Regions from separate parts of the Mus musculus genome. Here regions 2, 3, 4, 5, 6 and 7 are each linked to region 1. Evidence: chromatin contacts called from public HiChIP or PLAC-seq, Micro-C and promoter capture Hi-C data. All regions are on one chromosome and are shown on one strand. The core of a region is the stretch at or near the end of the contact, and the rest is flanking DNA. Distances in the headings are between cores, read along the strand shown.

Region 1 (3,096 bases), core at 307-2,806:
CAGCAAAACATCATAAAAACTAAACTTATTTTCCCCCTACAAAGTACCAGGTTTCGGTCCCGTTGACCGTGTATGACAACGGCCTCACGCATAACTCAATCTATCTGTACTCTAGAATAGCTGAAACAAAGCAAGTTGTGTGGGCTGAAGGGGAAGAGCAAAATATAACACAGGAAGTACTTTGCTCCTCCAATCATTGAGACACCCCAGGAGAAAGAAACCTGACAAGTGACCTTTAGAGATATGGTGTAACCTGAAACCCTTGAGAGAAGAAAACTTTGCAGTGACCCTGAATGACAGCCTTCCCTGCTTCACTTGGACCTTTTGAAATCCCCATTCTCCACTACCACCGACAGAAGCAGAGACGGGTAGACCCACAGAGATTAAGAGTGGGTTTCCCAAATGCAGGAATAGTATTTCCTGCCTTTGAGTCTCCGGCTACCAGGGACCAGTGTACCAGCACTAGGCCAAGCCTGGCTTACAGACAAGGTTTCCTACGGTGGAGGGAGCAATGGAAACAGCCCGGCGCAAGCCTAAGGGGCAGCGCAGGCCAGGCGCTGGCGGTTCCAGACGATCGCGGGGCACGGAGGCGGGGTCCCCAGTCTCCAGTGCCGCGCCGCTCCGCGCCGACGCGCCCCACCGCTGCGCGCCGACCTCGCGAGGCCGAGGAGAGCGAAGTCACATTCCGGCTCCCAAATAAGGAGTAGGGTTAAGGAAACCTCAGAGAGCGAACTTCTCCAAACCGACCGACCAACCAGCTCAATGAGTAAAGGGCCTTTTGTGCCCGCAGAAAGGAAGGAGGGAGGGAGGACGAGGCCACCGTGTCCTCGGCGCCGGGTAAAGCGAGCAGAGGCCGTCCGGGTCCCAAGAGTGGCCACCAGGCTGGATCCCACTCACACCCCAACATGGCAGTCCCCGTGAGTCCTCTCGGGTGCCGGCCACTCGCGGGGTGACCGGAAGCTGCACCGGATCTCAGCGCGATCCCGGGCGGCCCAGACTTACCTTTAGGGCGAATTTTTGCTGGGTTCTCTTGTCGAAGATCCGCAGCACCTTCCCGTTGATGCCCAGGCCAAGCACTTGGCTGGTGACCTTGTAGTCGTCGGTGATGGCGTTCTTTCGGATCTGCAGGCCCGACTTGACGTGGAACTGGGGGAACGGCGGCGGCGGCTGGGCCGGGGCTGGCGGTGGAGGGCTGGGGAAAGGCGCCGGCGGAGTCTGGCCCGGAGAGCCCGACAGCATGGTGCCCGGCGACTCGCGCGCAGAGGCAGGGGCCGCGGCCGCCCCCTCCTCCGGCTCGGGCCCGGGTCCCCGCCACGCCCCGCCCGGCGGCGAAGTTTGCTCCGGGCTGGAGCCGGCTGCCCCGCCCCGGCCCGGCTCCAGGCTCGGCTGGTCGCGGGGCCCCGTGGGTCCCGCTGTGCGCCGCGGGCGCCCACCAGCCCTGCTCCCTCCCCCCGGAGACGTGCGCTCCGGGGAACGCGGGACGGCAGGGCCCGGCCGGAGGAATCGCCGCGCCGAGAAGTACCAGCCCGGGGGCGGCGGCCGCGTCACAGGCTGCTCGGCGTCCTGGGCTAGTCCTTAAAGGGGAGGATCGAGGGTGGGGCTTGACTGGGAGGCGTGGACATGGGGGAGGGGTGGGCCTTAAAGGGGAGGAAGTCCAGTGGCGGGAGAGCTTAGGGACTGCGAGCAAGCGGGCTTGTGGAGGGCATCGAGACATCCTAGTTCTTAACCCGGGCCGGGCAGAGGGGAAAGGGAGGAGGGCAAAAGAAAAGCTGCTGGATAGTTCAAACAAAACCCTCACTCCTCCAGCTGCTTGGATCTAGAAGACAGGTCATCGGAGAATTGGAGGAGATGTATTTTGAAAGAAACGGATAATTGATAAGAATCTTTCTACGTGGACTCTGTGGGTGGGGGGTGAGGGGTACCCGAGCAGAGCGAGAATCCGGGGGCCAGGACTGGGGGAATAAGAGAGACTATTCATCCTAGGATCAGGTGTCAGGCAATAGTAACAATTTCCTTAACATACTTGTGAGTTTTACTTTTTTTTTCTCTCATGGACTTACTGGTTTTCACTGAGAAGAATGTACTACTGTGATACCACGAACAATTTAATTATTATGAATTCGAACATATTTTTATATAAACCCAAAATGACCCAAGATGGAATGGGGCACTCTAGCCACCTGTTATCCCGGCTATATGCAGGAGACTGAAGCAGGAGGATAACAAGTCACAGGGCCAGCCTGAACAACAAAGACAGACTCTGTCTTAAAATACCCACAAACTTCATGTCTCTCTGGGAGGTACACTTATACATTTGTGTTCTTAATTCATTGCGATTATAGAGCAAGGGGAAGGGCTGGGAAATGGTTCTAGAGTTGGGGAAATGGTCCCTGCGGCCATAGCCAATAAGTAGTCCTGAAGCAACCTAGTTCTAGTACAAATCTCTGGGCCTAACTGGCCTGTAGCACTGCTGAGATCCACAAGGGTTTGACTGTTACAGCAGTTAAGAAATGAGACAAAGGAACAAGATAGATACAAAGCTCTGGTTTACTTACTAATACAGACAAATTAAAGATGAGACCTGACCCATGGTCACACAAAGTCTTTAATATGTCCCAACAAAACTCTGGAGACGAGACAGTGCCCTGAGAAAAGGGCGTTGGAGACATAGCCCAGGATGGCAAGACTCATTTGCTGTTCCCTGTTTAGATTTCCGGAAGATACTTGTTCCAAGGAAGACAGAGATGAACAGGTGGAGGACTGTAGGCCCCCTCTTGAGATCCAACTCACTATGGATCAAGGAGACAAGCGCTTTTTCAGTGCTCAATACTTCTCGCTCATCCCTGTGGTGATAATTCTAACTGGGGGGGGGGGGGGGGGGAGGGGGATAGATGCAGTAGTTGGGTTAGCAGTGTGGCAGATACAGACCTGGGAATAGAAGGCACATTGGCTCTCCTCAGTCTGCAGCTGGGTAGATTCCTTCCACACTGAAGACAAAGCTACACAACGCCCTGTTTCAAAGGCACTGCTTGAGGCTGTGGAGATGCAGGGACAGAGAAAGGAAGGAATCTGGGGATGAGGAGGTGGAAGGTCTCA
Region 2 (3,096 bases), core at 253-2,752, 910 kb after region 1:
GTCTGGGGTGACTGGACTCTTCTGGGCATGACCACTACACTCATGCATTTACAGAAGCCATGGTTGCCTGTTAAAGATCTGTACAAGAGCAAGCAGTTGACATTCCATTGTGAACAGAGCATAGACGCCCCGCCCCTAGCTGAAGAGCTATTGGCCTTTGATGGGTGCCAGAATGAGTCAGTTTTCTTTAGAGGTGGGTCCCTGACCACGATCTAGTGGACTAGTGGACTGTCTCACATCCAGGCATATATGGGCAATACTAACTGGACTCACTGGGTTAAGAAACAATGAAAAAGAGGGCACATAGGGGGATCTGGGAGGAGTCAGAAAGGTGAGGGAGGGGGACTATGTTTAAAATATATTGTATGCATGTATGAAATTATCAAAGAAAAAATTATATATATAGATATCTGTATCTATATATCTATATAGATATCTATAGCTATATATATATGAAACTGAGCTTGGTGTTAAAAGCCTGTAAATTCATCACTTGGGAGGTGGAGGAAACAGGATCAGGAGTTCAAAGTCAACCTCAGCTCGGACTTCATGAGACCTTGCTTCCAAACACAAATCACATTTGTAAGAACCAGCTTACGCTTAACATCCTCATAATGTTGATACTGAGACAGGGTTGCTGAGAGTCCAACCCCAAATTGAGTGGCACAGTCAATCCCATGAGAGCTTTAAGTACAGAAACTGTCTCAAAAAGCCTAAGTAAACAAACAACACACTCATTCGTTTAGTGGGGCAGGGAGACAAAATGGAACGCTCAATTGCCTCAGCTGCGAACACTTGTGAACCTTGGAATTGGGTGTTGATTTCTGCATCCCTTCTTTGGATGTTGCAAGTTTTGAAAATTAGGTTTTCACAGTGACTTTACAGGCAATGAATTGGGTGTTTCGGATTCTTAAGTAAAGTCACTTAGACTGGACGTGGTGGTGCACATCTGTAAATATCTGTAATCCCACCACTTGGGGCCAGGAGTTGAAGCAGAAGGATCTCCTATGAGTTCAGAACAGCTAGAGCTACGTGTTAAAATACTGTTTCTAAACCAAAAAAAAAAAAAAAAAGAAAGAAAAAGAAAAAAGAAAAGAAAGAAAGAAAGTTAAAGCTCTGGACCAAGCTAAGTTGGTAAGGGGGAAAGCTTTTCCCATTCTAGAGAGACCATTCGTCAATGATTCTGATCAAGTGGTGGTGGTAGCTCGCAATGTAAACCAGTGGGCGTCGTCCTCACACGTCAGCTCCGCCGCCACAGCCCTGGGCCCAGATTGCTACCCCGAGAGCCCTAAGCAGGACTTTGGGCCTGCGAGGAAGTACGAATGTCCGGCAGAGCAGGAGTCCCCGGAGCGAGTGCACGGGACGGACTAACAGGGTACGTACGGGAGCCCCGGGCCAGAAACAAAACACTGGCTTTGGGGCCCGGCCCCTCCCCCGGAAGTGACGCTCGCGCTGCTTCGGCGTCGAGGAAGGGCCCCGGCAGTGCCGGGGGGGGGGGGTTTGAGAGTGGCGGAGGCCGCGGAACGACGGGAGACGGCGGCCGTAGTGAAGAACGTCGAGCGCACGCACGGCGAGTGGCAGCTTAACTATAGCCACTTCGCCGTCCCGGCCGCGTGTGCGAGGGCGGGGCTCGAGACCTGCGGCAGCGGGAGATGCGGGCGGCTGCGGGCACGCGGCTGGCTCGGCTCGGCCGCCGCTTTCTCGGGCCCCGGCGCGGGGGTCGCCACTGTTCGCCGCGCGGTCTTTGAGGTCCGAGTGTGAGGAGCGGTGGGCGACAGAGTCTCGCACCGCGTTCAAGGCCGAGGAGTCCCGTGCCCTGCCTGGTGAGCAGCACGCCCACGCCCCGTCGGGGTCTCGCACCACCGCCCCTCAGCCAGGTTTCCGCGCGGGCCGGGCGGAGGTTGCGGGCGCGGCAGGAAGTGCACCGGGCGGAGGGAGGGGCGGAGCTTGGTGGCGGGAGGGTGGGACCTGGTGGGTGGGCGGGGCCCGCTGGCGCGCTCTCCTTGGGGGAGCAGCTCGGTGGAGCTCAGGTGCTCGCCGGAGCGCCCCCTCCGCCTTGCCCGCACCTCGGTGGGTCGTGAGAAGTCCCTTGGGCGGAAGGTGGCAGCGGTTTTTTGTTGCCTGGGTGGGGCAGAGGGGAACGGTTTTAACTTGCCGGAGTGGCAGGAAGTTGGAAAGTGAAAGTGCTTTCTTGGCTCGCCCACGGGCCGGAGGTCTGCGTCTCCCCGCACTTTGATCTCGGGGCGCGCGGCCTCACGCCGCATTCTTCCCTTCCCCAAGCTCGCTGTCCATCCGGCCACAGGTTTTTCTTTCTCTACTTTTCATCAGTCCTCCTCGCTTCCTGTACAGCTGTGGCAAGCTTTTCCTCGGAAAAGCATTGGAAACATCTTTGAGGGGAGGAGTTTTAACGGGCATCGGCAAGGAAATAAGGGGGAATTTGTTGGGTGAACTCAGAAGACACGGTTGGCATTTTCTCGAGCCCTTGCAATGTGAAGGTTAGGTCATTTAAGTAAGAGTCTTTCAGTAGAATGGCTGCCGTTCTAAGGTCAGAGCTCTTCTCTCTTCCCCCCCATGCACAGAACGTGGGGCTTCTGTATTTCCGGCTAGGAGTGGTGTTTTTAAAAGAGTATGATTCAACTTTTCCTTGTAGGAACTCTTTGTTCTTTGATCTTTGGTTTTATTTTAAAATGGAAACTGCTTACGTGGAGTTTGTTACATTTTTGGGGGGGAAATATTGTCTTAACTTTTGGGACACCATTATATATTTGAGGCAGGGGATGTACTCTTCAGTCACCAGCACAAAAAGGTAAAAAAAAAGTATACATTTAATATCCTCTTGTGGCTCTCACCGTTGCTTTCAGCCTCCTCTCCTTCCTTCTTGTGCTATGTATCAAAACTGGGGTCTGCATCAGGTGTTCATCAGCTGGTCTGCACTCCAGGCGCCCCTGTTCTCTTCTTTTTCCATTGCACTTCTTCGAGAAAGCAATTTTCTCTACCTAGGTGCAGTGCTGGTCATCTAACCTGTGTTCTCAGGCATGCTAGACAAGACAAAGCACTTTGCCACCGAGCTGCTCTCCAGCTCCTAAAGCCCCGTTT
Region 3 (3,096 bases), core at 424-2,923, 810 kb after region 1:
TCGCAGTCCAAACTGTCCTCAAACTCCCTATGTAGCCAGGCATGACCTTGAACATCTATCTCCTTGACTGATGGCATTATAGGTGTGTATCCTCTTGTCCAGTTTCAGGAGGTGATGAAGATTGAACTCAGTGCTTACTGTGTGCTGAGCAGTTACTCTCAGCTGAGCAACATCCCCACTCTTCAAGTGAAACACTGGCTCTGGCAAGTATTGAAATCGATTTACAACATCATAAAGTGTGTTAGTTTTCTATCCGTATGACTTGAAATATCAACTTACAAGAATACATTTATTTTTCTACAGTTTCATATGTTTCCATTGAGGGCTGCTTGGTCCTAGGGCTTTGTGTCTGTAGAGAGCAAGAGCATCATGGTGAAAAGCATTTCAGCAAAGTGAAACAGATGACATTGTGTTTACAGGCTGCAAGCAAGAAAGACAGAGGGTGGTCAAGTCAAGGTTCCCACATCATGTTAAAGTGCTCACTCCTAATGTCCTAACTTCTACCAGGTCCTGCCTCTTAAATCTTTGGCATATGGGTCCCTAGGGAACATGGAATCCAAACTATAACAGGAAGTAAATCCTAGATATTAATACAAAGATACTGTGCTCTACTTCTGATTTAGGCATTCAGTCTTGAGGCAACTCGAACTACTTTTTTTTTTTTAAGATTTATTTATTTATTATATATGAGTACACTGTAGCTGTCTTCAGACACACCAGAAGAGGGCATCAGATCTCATTACAAATGGTTGTAAGCCACCAGGTGGTTGCTGGGATTTGAACTCCGGGACCTCTGGAAGAGCAGTCAGTGCTCTTAACCACTGAGCCATCTCTCCAGCCTCCCTGCCCCCCCCCCCCGAACTAATTTTATCTTCTATTAAAAACGGAACCTAACACTTAAGCCCAGACTAAAGGCCTTTCAACATAGCACCTTGTTTAGTTCTAGTAATAAGGTAGCCTTGTATCCTACTCTACTCATCATAAAACTGAGGTGCACAGAGGAAACCTAGTTAAGTACTAAGTGGTGGACTTAGAATTTTGAAGCAAGCGTTTTGTCACCAGTCTCCCTCTTAACCATTAATCACCTCTTTCTCTTTGAAATGCTAATATCAGAAATTGAGGTTTTAATGAGTGTTAAGTAGCTCTCAAAGATCAGATTGGGTAGAAGATATTCCTTGTGAACCCAACTCTCTACTTCAGCAGCGTGACTGAGCCCTGGGAGGTTAACGCTGAAGTCAGAGTACAGGATTTCTAAGATTAAGGTCAAATTTTTGAACCTAAGTAATTTCCCTCCAATTCTTAAGTGACGAATCTGCTGCCTATCCCATGAGTCTTGCAATTAGCTGATTTGCAAAATAATCAAGTCAGGAGAAATTAAATCCATTACAGAACCACCTAGTCCACAGAGAACTCTATATAAATCAGGTTATTTGGCAGGGGGTCCAAGATATAACCCAAGCCGAATCTGCAGCTCTGGCGTGGAAGACAGGGGGCGGGCAATCGGCGACCATTTTTGTTTTGCGGCCGTGCGCTCTCAGCGCATCTTGACTAACAGGACCCCATGGAGGAGGCGGGGCCTATCCGGGAGTGGGGCGGGGCTGGGAGGCGTGATGATTCAAATGGACTAATGACTAGGGCGCATCTGACAGGAGTCACCAATGAGCGGGCGTGCTGGGGCGGAGCGCACAAACCCTACGGGGTTTGGTTGCACCGCGGCTTTGGCGCATTTTCGGCTGGTTTGATTCATCCATTTTGAAGAGACGGGGGAGCGGGGGGCTCGTCAGATCCAGGGACCTCAAACCAGCAGCCGCCGACTCTTGAGAAGCCAGCAGCCCGGGGCTCGGCAGCAGCGGCCCCGCCGGCCGGAGCGGGGGGGTGGGGCGCCGAGTGCGCGGGGAGGGGGGTCCTGGTCCTCGGCTCCTCGACTTGGTCGCGCCTCGACAGCGAACATGTCTCGGCCTGTCAGGTCAGTGCGGAGTCCAAGGCCCGGGGCGGGCCGAACGGGCTGGGGTGAGTGGCGAAGGACCTGGGCAACGGGCCTGGAGTCGTGCTCCTGACTACCACGCGCGGCCTTCTGTCGGGGGCCGCGCGCGCCCTTGCGCGTGGGTGCTCGGCGGCGCGCAGGATGGCGGCGGCGCGCACGGGCGCGTCGCCTCCACCCCGCAGGGTCCGGGTCGGCTCCGCGGCCGCCCCCACCTCCGCCATGGCCCTGGCGTGGGCTTGGCGCGCACCAGGCACACCATAGGCCGCACCCCTGGGCCCTGTTGGAGCCTACGGCCGACCCGGGTGCGAACACGGAGGACTCGGTCCTCCAGAGGCTCGCCGGCTTAGCGTTTTGGCGAGCGAGTTGCTTGTGCCCCGCCGCCCGGCCCCGCCTCCATTCTCGGGGTCGCGGCAGGCCCCGCCTCCTAGCCCGGCCTGGGCGGAACCCACGTTTTCCTTTCCCCTTGGGGCAAAAGTGAGTTTTGACACTGAGCCCCGTAAAATAAGGGCCACAGCCTCTCCCCACTTGGGAGTTCTGAACGCATTAACCCCAAGTTTTCTCTTTCCACCGCTTGCAGACAAATGCCCTTCCTCCAGGGACGTGCTTGTTAACCCAAATCCCGTGTGGTTCTCGTTCCCCCTCACCCCGCAGTACGCGTCTCTTGCTACTTCTGTAACCCTCTCTTTCCCCGTGTGACGTTAATCGTAAATGGACTACGATCCACTAGCGATCAGACTTTTATTCACATGGCTTCAAGAAGTTTTCGGTTTCCCCTCACTCGGTGGGCTCCCCTTTAATGCCCTCCAGAGCTGTTGTATAGAATGTGGCTTGGGTGGAGGGTGTGGTTTAGTCCAATCTATTAAGGCCTGAGAGACAGAGGGACAGAGACCGAGACCAAAGTCAATAGATGTTACTTGTAAAGGAGCTTTACCTGGCCCCATTGCCTTTAGTTCTTAACTATTTTTACAGTTATGAATTCATTTCAAGTTTTGGTATCGAAAGTATCCCAATACCAAGGAGAGGTTTGGATCTGGCAACGGTTTTGTGCCCCACTATGTCTCCTTGACAAGATAATCTATTGGTGGTAGATTACCACCCCTCCCACTCGCGAG
Region 4 (3,096 bases), core at 403-2,902, 770 kb after region 1:
TTTAAAAAGTGATCACCAGAAGAAACAGCAGCACAGAAGCACAAGGCAATAAATGCCAAAGAGTGTTGAACAATGGCAAAGCAGTAACAACTAACGCAATCCTTAAAGGTGAGTGGAGGAGAGAGGACTGGCAAACGTGGTGATTAGAACAAAGAACATCGAGGGGGGGGAGTTATATGGAAATGTTGTAATGGAAGGTATTACTTTGTTTACTAACTTTAAATTTCCAGTTTTTAAGAGAGAGGAAGGGAGAGAGTAGTGGAAGAAACCAGCCCCAAATGTGTACGAGCTTGCGCACATGAGCACACACACAAAGCTGCATACTGTGTGCATGCATTCCAGTGGAGGGAGTAGAAGCAGAAACAGAAGCAAATGGATCTGGAGCTCAAAGCCAGCCTGGGCTACATAGACTCTGTCGAAAGGAAAAAAGAAAGAAGAGAAGGAGAAGGAGGAGGGAGAGGAGGAGGAGGAGGGCTGGAGATGTAGCTCCGATGGTAGAGGACTTGCCTAGCATGCCTGGATTTACTCTCCAAAACTACAAAACTGGATGTTGTTACAATTGAACCACAAGTTCTATGGTCTACTGTCAGAAGTTGACACCAACTTAGGCTACAGAAAATCCTCTCTCAAACAAAAAACAAACAAACAAACAAACAAACAACAACAAAACAGCCAAAAGGGGAAAAAAGTGAAGCTTATTCTACTAGCCACAATTTCTAGCTAAAGGACAGGCAGGACAGAAAAATTACAGGTAGGAAAAGTAAAAATATTTGCCAATCATTTTATGAGTATTCAGAATTAATAGCAGCAACAAAAGGAAATGTCCTGGTGCTCAAACGCTATGCGTGGCTGGTGTAAGAAATGTGGAAGTGTCAATGAGGAACTATCTCTTGTTTATTCTGCATTGTTATTGCTATAGCTAGTTATTAAGTGTTGTAACTTTTGACATAGATTTTTTTTAAAAGGTTGATCTTTTGGGTCAAATGTCCCCAAATGTGCCTGTTATTGGTCATATGGAAAATTTGACCTTGTCTTTACAAGGCTCGAGATTTGACTCTGTAGTTAAGACAACAGGAAATGGACTTCACTTGGAACTTGGACATTTATCTTTGTGTTATAAAACCTTTAAAATATGGCTAATAAGAAAGGCCGTCTAGAAATCTTTAAAATGTGATTTTAAGAAAACATCTGGGGGAAAGATTTAGACAGGAGAGATCATGGTCTACGTAGTTCAGGGTGACCCAAAGTTGCTTCCAATCTCTTGTCTTGCTCTGGGGAGAGGAAGTGGTGGGGTTAGGGGTCCTTGAACACACTTGTTGCAGAAGACGATGGATGAACTAGGGTTTTATGATCCTCCTATTTCCATCTCCCCAAGGCCTGGATTGCAAACCTGTGCTTCGACGCCAAACTTTAGAATTGTTTTTAAATAGATTTCTAAATTCTTTAAAGTTTGAAAACCTTAAAACTTTTATGTAAATTTGCTCAAGATAGCTAGGAAACTACATTTCCCAAGAGTGTACGTGGCAAGTCGCCACACTGGTCTGGTCGCTTTACCAAGAGGCACACTGGGAAATGTAGTTCTCCGAGCAGTGGGGCTCACAACGTTTTTGACGGAAGACTGGGAAGTGCGCCGCCAGTGGCAGGACGGGGACCGGACAAGGACTCTGCACAACCTCAATTTTGTGTGTGCGGTCCGAGAAAGGGTCTAAGTCATCTGTACTTCTCTAAGCAAGGTGCTGGCCACGGTTCAATGCTGGCGAGCGACTCGGAGGTCCCTGAAAGGAAGGTGCCAATCGCGGAGGGTCGAGCTGGTACCCGCCCCACCCAGGCTGCGGCCGCGCGGGGAGGAAGCGCGCACAGGCCGAGTGCAAAAGTTTCCTTTTCTGCTTTCCAGTCAGAGAAGCTTCAACCAACCGAGGGTGGAGATGCCTGACTTCAATTGGAAGAGAACCCGGGAGCCAAAGGGGTTGAAATAAGCGACTTCCCGGAAAAACAAACTATCAAAAAACCTCTCCCCACCACTAGCCATGGGCAGCCGAGATCACCTGTTTAAAGTGCTGGTGGTGGGGGACGCCGCCGTTGGCAAGACGTCTCTGGTCCAGCGCTACTCCCAGGACAGCTTCAGCAAGCACTACAAGTCCACCGTGGGAGGTGAGCGGTCACGGGTGACTAGGAGCAGGGGTCGAGGCTCGCAGCCGGTAGCCTCTGGGTACCGAGGTTGCCTCTAAGGGGTCCCCAGCCTACCTACAAAGATAGGGCCAAAGTATACAGGTGAGAGATGGTGAAGGGGTCTGAGCCGGGGACTATTCACCGCAGAGAGCAGAGCCCTCCCGCAGCCATGCGCTGCCCAGAGCAACTTCTCCAGTCAGCAAAGTCAGCTGAGTCCCGGTTCAAGTGCAGGCTGGGGCAGTTACCCTGCTTCCTACCAGCATCCGACGGGTGTTGAGGAAAGAACCCCGTTACCTTAGGAGGAAAGCCCAGGAGCTAAGCAGTCAGAGGTGTGGGGAAGACTGGAGGACAGATTCCGGTCAGGTCTGATGAGCCCTATGGTGTCATTAGTGAACTGAGTGGGAAATGTGAGGAATTCACGAAAGAATGTGAAATACCCTCGAGTGGCCTGTCGTCTTCTCTTGCACTGGGGAAGGCAGGGAGGAAGAGAGAAAGAAGCACTAAAAGTAAATTCATTTCTTTCCCAGTGTGGCCTTTGGACTCTGCTGAACTGTCCACCTGTCGGTCTGTCTACCCCAAACACACAGACACAGACACAGATACACACAGACACACACACACCTCCACCACCACCACAAGGAGAAGGTAGTTAACAAGGTTACAGTAATGTGAAAGAATAAAATTACATTTGTTTTTTTTATTTTGTTTTGTTTGAGACAGGGTTTCTCTGTATAGCCCTGGCTGTCCTGGAACTCACTCTGTAGACCAGGCTGGCCTTGAACTCAGAAATCTGCCTGCCTCTGCCTCCCAAGTGCTGGGATTAAAGGCATGCGCCACCACGCCCAGCACATAAAATTACATTTGTACCAACACAGATTTACATGTGAAAGTTTTTTTATTAACTCTTTTCTTTGAAATGAAAACTTT
Region 5 (3,096 bases), core at 186-2,685, 730 kb after region 1:
GGGCTAAGACTGCCAACACTCAGGCAGCCATATAATCAGTCTTAGTTTTCCTCTCAATCTATACTCATTGTGCACAAAAACTGGTCCTTCTGGCGAAGACCTAGTGTTGCCCAATCTAGGAGTAACTTCCATATCCAAACATAGACTTGGCTGTGAAACCAAAATTGGAGTTCAACTACAGTGACATTTGCTGGGCCCTTAAAAAATATAGACCTTTGATATCCTAGCAGCGGAGCTGAGCCCGGGGTTGCTGGATTAGCAGGTGGGGACAGGTTTTTGTGGCTACATTTGTTATCATTGTCCAAAGGAATGGCCCTCTCCAGTTGCTGTTGAGCATGTGTGCTCAGTAGCCAGCACTCTTTTTCTCTCCTATATACATCCTATCCTTATTCAACGGTCTAGAGAAATGCTCAATTGCCCCAAGGAACCTTTCTAGGGAAGAAAGTGACAGGAAAGGAACCTCTGGTCATAGGCTCTATGGTCTAGAAAAATGCTCAGTTGCCCCAAGGAACATTTCTAGGGAAGAAGGTGACAGGAAAGGAACCTCTGGTTATAGACTCTACCGATGAAGGGGGAAAGGCTGGAAATGGGAGTTCCTTTATAGGGAGGTCACATCCCCTTCACAAAAACAACCCAAAGAGAACTAACTGGTACTGATTTTGGATTGATGAAGTGAAGACACCCCAGGGAGGAAGTGGCAAAAGCGAGGATGAAAACACTTTGATTCCACAAGGTGCGTCAGGGAAAGTTGGCGTTCATTTCGCCCGGGATGGAGACTTCTCTCCCACGGGGCCACGATTGGGTCAAAGGAAACCCCCGCTCCCCTCCGCCCTTACCTCATTGGTGTGTGTAGCCCCAGCCATGAGTCTACCAAATTTTCCCTCCAGTCTGCCCATCCCCACCCCTATCAAGGCTGGAACTTTATTAAGGCAGATTAAGGTTCGGTCAGTCGCCCAGAGGAACAAGGAACCTGGAAGGAGAGATGAGGAGCCTGATGAATAGGAACTGTGCCCAGGAAGAAGGTAGGGACTGGGCGTGGAGAAGGAACACGCGATGGCTGCTGCGGCCCGGGCGATCGCCAGCTGGCCGGCTCAAAGGGGTGGTTTCGGGTCTTCTGGAAGGCCCAGAGGCTCACTAGAGATAGTCAAGATTCAGGAGTACATGCGTAGCAGAACGCTCGCCTTGAGAGGCCGTGGGAACTCAGGAGCGCAGCACCCGCCCGCGCTTGAGCACCGCGAGCCCACAACACCCTCCAATTCTGAGTTCCCGTCACTCTGCTGCGTTTTCCCCCTCACCCCGCCCCCAGCTCAAGAAACGCCGGGGAAATGGGCGGGGCCTGGGCGGGGCCCGCCCCTTTTCCTGCTCTGATTGGCTGATGCAGTTGTCCATCCTGACTCTATTCTTGATGGAGGGGGGTTACCACCCGCTCTGCCCCAGATCACGTTTGCCACCCACAGCCAAACACTCTTGTCCAAGTCCGCGGGCAAGAGGCGATTGGGGACGAGCGAGCTCGGCATCTCAGGCCCAGTCCGGTCCACACCAGCCCGAGGCGGAATATCCTGATCGCCCCCCACCAGGCCACCTCCCCTCGTGGAATCGGAGCGGCGGCCTCACAGGAAGGCAGAAGCGAAATGTAGCGAGCCGGGTGTCGCGGTTGGACGCTCGCCTTGCCTGGGGGTGTAGCGGGGAACACGCGGGGGCTCGAGGAGGACGGCTGAGGGGGAGGAGTGATGAGAAGAGGGGGTACCCTACATCCCCCAATTCCGCGGGCCCCTGCTACCACTCTCCAGGCGCCCTTTCTCCCCAGCAAGGCGCAGGTCAGTGTTGTTGGGTCTGGGAGGGAGGGAGACGAGGGCGGGGGACTCCAGGACGCAGTGCTTTTGCAGTCTTGAGTTGCCGGGAGTCGGCGGAAATCAACTAGGCACTCCTCCTCCCCACCCCTGTAGTTGGGGATACCTAAACCGGGCTTTTTTGTCCATCCCCGCTTGGAAAGGAGACGCGGCTTCCTAGAGCCTGAGGCCCATCGGTAGTGGCTTTACTGCTGATGTAGTTGAGAGACTGGCCTGCTCCCCTTGCTAGCCCCCTTCCAGGTCAAAGTGGCCTGCCAGAAAGACGGGAGGGAGGGGGCAGTCAGGTTTTAGCGAAGGAACTCAGAAACTTTGCTGGCTCGGGGGCGGTGGACTCAGACTGAGTGTTTCCTCTTGGCTGACTAGTGAGGATCTTTGAAAACAACGGTGCTGTGTTAAGGTGGCTTGGCTGGTGACCGAGTTAGTGGAAGACTCATAACTTGGGCCCTAGAGTTTGATTCTGCCTTAACCAAACTGGAGTTGACTAATTGTGAGTGTTTGGAATACTAACAGCCTGTTCATCATACCTGCAAAACCCTCTGGATTTTTTTTTTTTTTTTTTTTTACTATTGAGAGCCATGCTGGTGAAATGCAACAAGTTGGTGGCAATTCGTGGGGATTCCTTTAAGCTAAGAAAAGCAGGGCAGGCAAAGACAGACATGATTTGGGAGTAAATGCATATTAGCTTGTGACACTTGGATTTGCCTGACTTTGTTTTTCTTTCCTCTTTCTACACCTTTTACCGATGATATTTTTGTTTTTAAGAGTTACACCATGTCTGGCTGTCAGTAACCCGAGAGGAAAGGGGGAAGGCCAGGCAACCAAAAATGTAGGAATAAACAGTAGCTTCACCCTCTGTCTCTTCAATCTAGTTAACTGCCGGGTCCTATCTGACAGGCTCACAGGATCTAGCATAGAGAGAAGTGTAAATGCAGCCTGGACCAGGGTTTAGCCTGTGGTTTCTGTAACACTCGACTTTCAAGGGCAAGAGTAAGAAGGAGGCCTCTGGTTCTTGGCCTTGGTCTTGGCCGGCTTGCCCTGCCCCGGTTGCCTGGGGAGTTCTCCTGGCTTCCTCTCCCATCCCAGCAGGGGGCTAGGACAATTAGAGGTCTAGGGATGCTCCCCTCAATGACCAGCCTCTCTGTTTGCCCTGTCTTGCTGTTGCTGTCTTGTAATAAGTCACTCAAGAAGAGTGAATGCGTAGGGAGTTTGCATCTGAATCTGTAACTTTACTGATAAGGGACTATAC
Region 6 (3,096 bases), core at 389-2,888, 700 kb after region 1:
GATGTAGCCCTTACTAAACTCACTAGAACACATACATGCACACACGAGAGCGTGCACACGCATGTGCACACACACACACCAGACAAAGACTAGTTGGGATAAGAGGTTATCAGTGGATGTGTGTGTGTGTGTGTGTGTGTGAGAGAGAGAGAGAGAGAGAGAGAGAGAGAGAGCGAGAAGAACAGCTTAGGAATAAATTTAATCAAAATATATACATGAATAAAGTGTACTAATGAAACCTGTCTAGAGGGACAGTACTGTGTTTCGTTTTCTCTGTCAATTAAAGAATTAAAAGGAAGATCTATTTTCAGAGTTCTAGTAGGACCATCATATTACACCCGAAAAATCAGAGCCCCTCTTGGGGTTCTTGGTGTCGTTAATAAAAGAATTTGAGAACCATCACAAATGGAAGCTTGAGGACAAAGAATACACTCTAACAGAAACTGGGGGACAGTTTGTTGGACTTTAAAAGGAAAACCCCCAGGGCAGGCAGGCTTAACCCTCAAAGCTTTGGGGAAGGGACCTGTAGCACTGGATTAGTTCTTTTTTTTTAATTGGTTATCTTATTTATTTACATTTTCAAATTTCAAATGTTGCCCCTCCCCTTGCCTGGTCTCCCCTCCCATTGATGCCAGACAAGGTCATCCTCTGCTACATGGGACCTCTGGACCCCTCCATGGCTCTTTAGTTGGTGGTTTAGTCTCTGGGAGCTAAGGGGGGTGGGGTCCAGTTAGTTGATACTGTTGTTCTTCCTATAGGGTTGCGATCCCCTTCAGCTCTTTCAGTCCTTCCCCTAACTCTTCTACTGGGACCCCTGTGCTCAGTCCAATGGTTGACTTTGAGTATCTGCATCTGTATTATTAGTCAGGCATTAGCAGAACCTCTCAGGGGACAGCTATACCAGGTTCCTGTCAGCAAGCGCTTCTTGGCATCAGCAATAGTATCCAGTTTAGTGTCTGCAGATGGGATGGATCCCTAGGTAGGGCAGTCTCTGGATGGCCTTTCCTTCAGTCTCTGCTCCGTTTTTTGTCCCTGTATTTCCTTTAGACAGGAACAATTCTGGATTAAAATTTTTGAGATGGGTGAGTGGCCCCAACCCTCAATTGGGGGCCACGCCTATCTACTGGAGGTGTTCTCTACAGGTTCTATCTCCCTTTTGTTGGATATTTCGGCTAATGTCATATCCATTGGGTCCTGGGAACCTCTCGCTTCCCTGGTGTCTGGGACTTTCTAATGGCTACCTCCAGTTCCCCCACCACCACCACTGCTACATATTTCTATTCATTTTCCCAAGGACACAAGGTCACATCTTGGCATGCTAAGAAAAGGTTCAAAACAGGAGCAAACTCGTCGGGGCTGGTTTGTCAAAGCACTACCTATCAACAGACACACTGTTGCAGTTTATGATGAAATTAAAGCTATAACACACACACACACACACACACACACACACACACACACACCTTTGCTCTCATGTAGTAAATGCCAGAACAAGAGCAGGCTAGTCCTGACCCTTGTCTAGAGGGCAGCAACTCAAGGGCGGGTCGCTCGATTGATTGGTTGGTTGCTGTCCAGGTCAATCAATGATTGGTCAGCAGCGAGTCATGCTTTAGGCTATTAGGTCCAAACTCTAGCCCGACTGGTGGCTTTTGGGGAGAGACATGGCTGAGCTACTTGCTAGCTTGCCCGCCTGGGCAGCTGTGCTCCTTCTCTTTTTCGCTACGGTCTCCGGATCCACTGGCCCTAGAAGCAGGGAAAATCGGGGGGCGTCCCGGATCCCTTCCCAGTTCAGCGAGGAGGAGCGTGTCGCTATAAAAGAGGCGCTGAAAGGTGAACCTCCGCCCCCTTGTTCTCAGATCTGAGTCCCTCAGTCCCAGAGGGCCTACCTCCCTCTGCTGAGGGACGCGGGCGGGCCCAGCCAGCGTTCTGCAAGCTTTCGGGACACTGTGCACTGGTCTAGCACTTGCGTCGGTAATCCCTTGCCTAGCCTAGAGGCTCCAGCTTCTCTCCTCTCAGCACTGTTGGCATCCACCCTACCCCTGTCTGCCTCCAAAAAGTATTTGTAGCACTTTCAACTCTAAATCTTTTAACCTTTTCAATCTCTGCGGTGCCTTAAAACAAAACTGTTTGGCTTCGTTAAATGATCTTCCCCAGGACTCCCTCAAGGACAAAGCTCTGGATAACATTGTAGAGTCAGTAGGACTCGCTGGCTCTGAAGAGAATGAATTATTCCTGGGGTGTATGTAATATGTAAGTAGTTCTCCCCTAAAACGGACTTAACAAGGCAACTAACTCATTGGACTTTCAGGAGAAAAGAGCATTTGTGCAGGCTGGTGGGACGGACGCCTTGTCAACTTCTCTTTTCTGTTCATTAAGTAGTGGATTCATTAAAAAAAAAAACTGCCTACACAAACATATGCAAGTCAACACAGTGATCAAATGCTAACCCTTAGTGGAAGATGGATTGTGCACATAGTGAAGTGAGATGCCTGGGAATAGTTTTCCCAGAGCATTGGGCAAATAGTCCTCTGCAAGCTGGTTGGTTGCCATCATCTGTCTATTTTTCTTCTTCTCTTTCTCTTTCTTTCCTTCTTGTTCTTTCTTCTACTACTTCTTTTTCTTCTTTTTTTTTCCTCCTCCTCCTCCGCCGCCTCTTCCTCCTCCTCCGCTTTTCTTCATCTTCTTCATCTTCTTCTCCCTGTCTCCCTCCCTCCCTCCTCCAAAGTTCTGGGATTACAGCTGTGCACCACCACATTCAGCTATGGTTTCAGACTTTTATCAGAAACACTCAACCTCTATCAACCTTAATCGTCTGTCTCTGACCACTGAATCCCAACAGGTGCCATCCAGATTCCCACAGTGTCTTTCAGCCACGAGGAATCCAACACCACAGCCCTTGCTGAGTTTGGAGAATATATCCGCAAAGGTCAGCTACAAACTAAGGGCTAAGGGTGGCAGACATACACTGGAGACTTTGTCCTTGATGGGCAATAAGGAAATATATTTTGCCATTAATAGAAGACAGTCACCTGCTCTGGGGTTGCCTTTTACTTTGTACATAGGATATATAAAGGGGTGAATCCAAATATTCCACAG
Region 7 (3,096 bases), core at 184-2,683, 650 kb after region 1:
GAATAGGTGGTCAGAACACAAAAGTAAACCAGCCCAGATCTGCCCACTGACATCTCTCATACGGTAAACGAGTTTAGAAGACTGACTACCCAGCACATCATGCCCACTGGCTGTGCTCCATGTTATAACACCAAGGCAGGAAATACTGCAGGAGGGAAACATGCCATCTATGCAGGAGCACGGGGAAGGGCTCCAAGACAGTGTTCACTGACACGTTCTCCCCCCCACTGGAGTGGCAGGCATACTTGGGTCCCTGGCATCCTGGCTACACCTCGACACCTTTGAGTGACCTTGGGTATTTCCTTAGTCCCCACAAGCAATACATCTTCAAACTATCCACTGGGCTGGGCTTGCAGACAATTCATTCTTTCATTCATTCAACAGATATTTGTTGAGTCCCTACTATGTGCCAAAGCAACTTCATTTCACCTTCCCAGGGGCACTTCCAACAGTGCTTTGCTGGAGCACCCCTATATCAAATTTCAGAGCTTCTGTTTTATCTTAGAGAAATAGAAGGACAACTCAAGGCTGGGACAGTCTAGTTCAAGATGTCGTGGGGGACGGTGGGAAGCCGCATGGGCTCAGGGAGGAACTCTCATTTGGTAGATTCCCACACTGCTTTCCCATTGCATTGGTGGCCAAGGGACCCACAGCTCTGCTCCCAAAGGCATCTGGGAACATGGTCATTGGCTCTGGTTCCTGGAAGGGATGGTACAGAGAGTTGATGGCTTCCAGAACACCTTTCCTAAATTTGCTGTAGGTCCAGTTTCTTAAGCTTCTTTACTCTAGTGTTTCTGAGCCTCATGGCATCTCTGATATTTCTGAGCACTGCACAGGGACGGTCTTCACAATGATTTAAGGTCGGGGATGGAGCTGGAAAGCAAGTCTCCACCTCAGCTCCGAGTATTTCAAGGCCCTCAGGGCCTCCAGACACCATTCATGCCCTTTCCCAGGGTGCTCAGAGGTCCACTGTCCCTCACCTCTAGATCCCCAACCTTCAAAGCAAGAGCCACAGAGCCCAACCCCTCAGGTGGCTTCAATGGTATCCATTGTCCAAAGGGCTGTGTGGCTTGACCCCCAGCCCCATAAGTAGCAGGACAGCAGGCTCAGAGAGGAATCTGCCTGCTGCCCCTCCTCTGCCGACTGCCTTGGGGGAGTCTGTAGGGTAGTGGCCCCGCTGAATGTGACCTATTGTCTTCAGGTGGATTTAGGAAGTGCCAAGCTCCCATCAAACAGCCCTGCTCCCCAGGTAAAACAAAAAAAGGGCTGTTCATTTGGGACCTTTCCCCCCCTTATCTCCTTTTCCTATCTCCTTAGGCTTAGCTCTGGTGTAGTGTTCAAAACCACTTCCCCTCCGAGCCAATCAGAAGCCGGGGCTCACTGGCGGCCCTGAGGTGAAGTTATTTATAAACGCCTCCCTGGATTATTTGAGCAGAGCCCTTTCACACACCTCAGGAACACCTCTCTGCTGCCCGCTGCCCAGACACACCTGCAGCCCTGCCCAGCCGGCTCTGCTCACCCAGAGGTAAGCCCCACCCAGCCCAACCCACCCAAGGGCTGGGGGTTATCCAGGGAAGAGAGCAGGCCCCAGGGGTACCTTCAGAAGAGAGATGACGTGGTGGGGGCTTAGGAACCTGAGTACACATGGGAAGGACGTTCTGAACCGGATCCTATGAGCAGCCCTCCAGTCCTTGTGGAGCGCACCATAAAGACCTCAGCTGCTAGGGTGAGTTTCACTGGAAGAATACACAGAATGGACTCTATTGGAGGAGCTCAAAGACACCCAGTCAGAGTCAGGCAAACAGGGCCTTCCAGGAAAAGGAATGGAGCTTGAACCTTTCTGAGCCACCCCCTCCACTTTCTACTTCTTTTCAAGTCCTGGAAGCAGAGAGCTAGCTCTTGGTGCATCTCGAAGTGGCTGTGTCCCCGTCCTTCTGTCTCTACACCCTTTCCTTCCCTCGCTTATTTCCCCATTTCGGGGTATTCTGCATGAGCTCTGTGGACTCCTATTTGGTCCCTGTTGCTTCCATGAAGCTAAAAGAGGTAACTGGAGAGGAAGATAAGGAGCTGAAGGCAAGTGAGGGACAGGCTCTATTGAGCTTAGAGCGTTTCGTGGTGCAGCATCGGGAGGGTCTGGGCCAGTACACTGGTGAGGAGCCAGACTCACAGGCGCCCAGATCCTGAGCCTCCCAGCCCACAGTTCTAAGAGGTCCCAAGGCATCCTTGGGCAGTGTCTCTACTTCTGGAAAACAGCCCAGAGGTTCTCCAGGCTGGGCCAAGCAAATCTGTTATCATCGTGACACCAACTATTCAGTTGAGCTTAGGCCTGTTAGGTGAGAATGCCTGGATGGGTCCCTTAAAGTAGCAAAGCCTTCCCCACCCTGAAATAGGGCAGACTGGGAGAGGATTTTTCTCCCTTAGTGTTTTTACTCAAAGATGATCCTCCCCCAGAGCCCCTGCCGCCCCCAGCAGGCTCTCAGAACCAGCTCTGCTACTCCACCAGGCTTTCTGGCCCCTCCCGGGGTCTGACCTGCCCTGAGGCTCACTCTAGGAAATCCTGATGCAAAGGTCTTTCTTTATCTCTTAGTACTCAGGGGCTTCCAGCAGAGTGACATATAATCTGAATTTAGTGAGAATGTCTCAAACTATACAAAATGACCTCTAGAGGTTTGCTAAAGAAATGGAGACCAGCTGGATGTGAGCCAAATCATGGAGGGTGACGTGGTCATGATTTGGAAGATATAATCCTCCAGGGGAGGTCAGACTTCACTCAGTGCTGTCTTCGGTTTTGACCTATATTCTCGGGGATCACTGGTCTTTTCAGGAACTTCTAAGAATCTTATTCCGTGTCCTTCCAGGGACCTTGTGACCTTGTACAGGTCTCACTGTTAGACTCTGTTCAGCGTCTCACCTTACGGCCTCTACTGGAACTTAGCCCCAGGTCATCTGTTCTCAACAGGGAAAGCAGCAGGGTGGGTGGGCCTGGAGATACAGAATGGAGACTTGAGACTCCCACACAACAGGGAGTCCCCTTTAAAGGATGCAGTCCCAGAGCATCCACGGAGTCAACATTTGCCTTGAGGACATCCTCCTCCA

Evidence for each region. Promoter capture Hi-C pulls out the DNA fragments that hold promoters and counts their contacts. A called contact is a pair of places that touch in the nucleus more often than the background predicts. HiChIP or PLAC-seq counts read pairs in DNA pulled down with a chosen protein or histone mark.
Region 2: a contact with region 1 is called in a FOXA1 HiChIP or PLAC-seq map of pancreatic cancer cells. The contact joins the promoter of Elk4 here to the promoter of Mapkapk2 in region 1. A contact is called at or near these places in 2 of 39 promoter capture datasets (the C10 cell line and neutrophils), 2 of 115 datasets of contacts at active chromatin or transcription factors (memory CD8 T cells and pancreatic cancer cells) and 1 of 9 other capture datasets (adipose tissue).
Region 3: an H3K27ac HiChIP or PLAC-seq map of thymic regulatory T cells shows a contact between it and region 1, with 4 times the contacts expected there. The contact joins the promoter of Nucks1 here to the promoter of Mapkapk2 in region 1. A contact is called at or near these places in 2 of 115 datasets of contacts at active chromatin or transcription factors (the SCID.adh cell line and thymic regulatory T cells).
Region 4: a promoter capture Hi-C map of erythroid cells shows a contact between it and region 1, with 2.9 times the contacts expected there. The contact joins the promoter of Rab29 here to the promoter of Mapkapk2 in region 1. A contact is called at or near these places in 2 of 39 promoter capture datasets (HPC-7-derived erythroid cells and erythroid cells), 1 of 115 datasets of contacts at active chromatin or transcription factors (astrocytes) and 2 of 9 other capture datasets (adipose tissue and liver).
Region 5: a Micro-C map of embryonic stem cells shows a contact between it and region 1, with 4 times the contacts expected there. The contact joins the promoter of Slc41a1 here to the promoter of Mapkapk2 in region 1. A contact is called at or near these places in 1 of 39 promoter capture datasets (stem cell-derived epiblast-like cells), 6 of 484 Hi-C or Micro-C datasets (CD4 T cells, CD8 T cells, the N1E-115 cell line and 1 more) and 3 of 115 datasets of contacts at active chromatin or transcription factors (bone marrow-derived macrophages, embryonic stem cells and thymic regulatory T cells).
Region 6: a contact with region 1 is called in a promoter capture Hi-C map of cranial neural crest. The contact joins the promoter of Pm20d1 here to the promoter of Mapkapk2 in region 1. A contact is called at or near these places in 2 of 39 promoter capture datasets (cranial neural crest and liver).
Region 7: a contact with region 1 is called in a promoter capture Hi-C map of embryonic stem cells, with 2.3 times the contacts expected there. The contact joins the promoter of Slc26a9 here to the promoter of Mapkapk2 in region 1. A contact is called at or near these places in 5 of 39 promoter capture datasets (embryonic stem cells, hippocampal neurons, liver and 2 more) and 1 of 115 datasets of contacts at active chromatin or transcription factors (pancreatic cancer cells).

What each region holds. Positions count from the first base shown.
Region 1 is chr1:131,096,287-131,099,382 of GRCm38.p6, forward strand. It overlaps Mapkapk2 (MAP kinase-activated protein kinase 2), which reads right to left and starts at 1,557. Exons shown (of 10, transcript NM_008551.2): 1 at 1,003-1,557. The coding sequence starts at 1,239.
Region 2 is chr1:132,006,118-132,009,213 of GRCm38.p6, forward strand. It overlaps Elk4 (ELK4, member of ETS oncogene family), which reads left to right and starts at 1,503. Exons shown (of 5, transcript NM_007923.3): 1 at 1,503-1,823.
Region 3 is chr1:131,908,785-131,911,880 of GRCm38.p6, forward strand. Nucks1 (nuclear casein kinase and cyclin-dependent kinase substrate 1) reads left to right here and starts at 1,674. Exons shown (of 7, transcript NM_175294.3): 1 at 1,674-1,966. The coding sequence starts at 1,950.
Region 4 is chr1:131,865,625-131,868,720 of GRCm38.p6, forward strand. Rab29 (RAB29, member RAS oncogene family) reads left to right here and starts at 1,653. Exons shown (of 6, transcript NM_144875.2): 1 at 1,653-1,786; 2 at 1,895-2,151. The coding sequence starts at 2,028.
Region 5 is chr1:131,826,577-131,829,672 of GRCm38.p6, forward strand. It overlaps Slc41a1 (solute carrier family 41, member 1), which reads left to right and starts at 1,436. Exons shown (of 11, transcript NM_173865.3): 1 at 1,436-1,817.
Region 6 is chr1:131,795,757-131,798,852 of GRCm38.p6, forward strand. Pm20d1 (peptidase M20 domain containing 1) reads left to right here and starts at 1,639. Exons shown (of 13, transcript NM_178079.3): 1 at 1,639-1,830; 2 at 2,840-2,926. The coding sequence starts at 1,662.
Region 7 is chr1:131,742,589-131,745,684 of GRCm38.p6, forward strand. It overlaps Slc26a9 (solute carrier family 26, member 9), which reads left to right and starts at 1,434. Exons shown (of 21, transcript NM_177243.4): 1 at 1,434-1,525.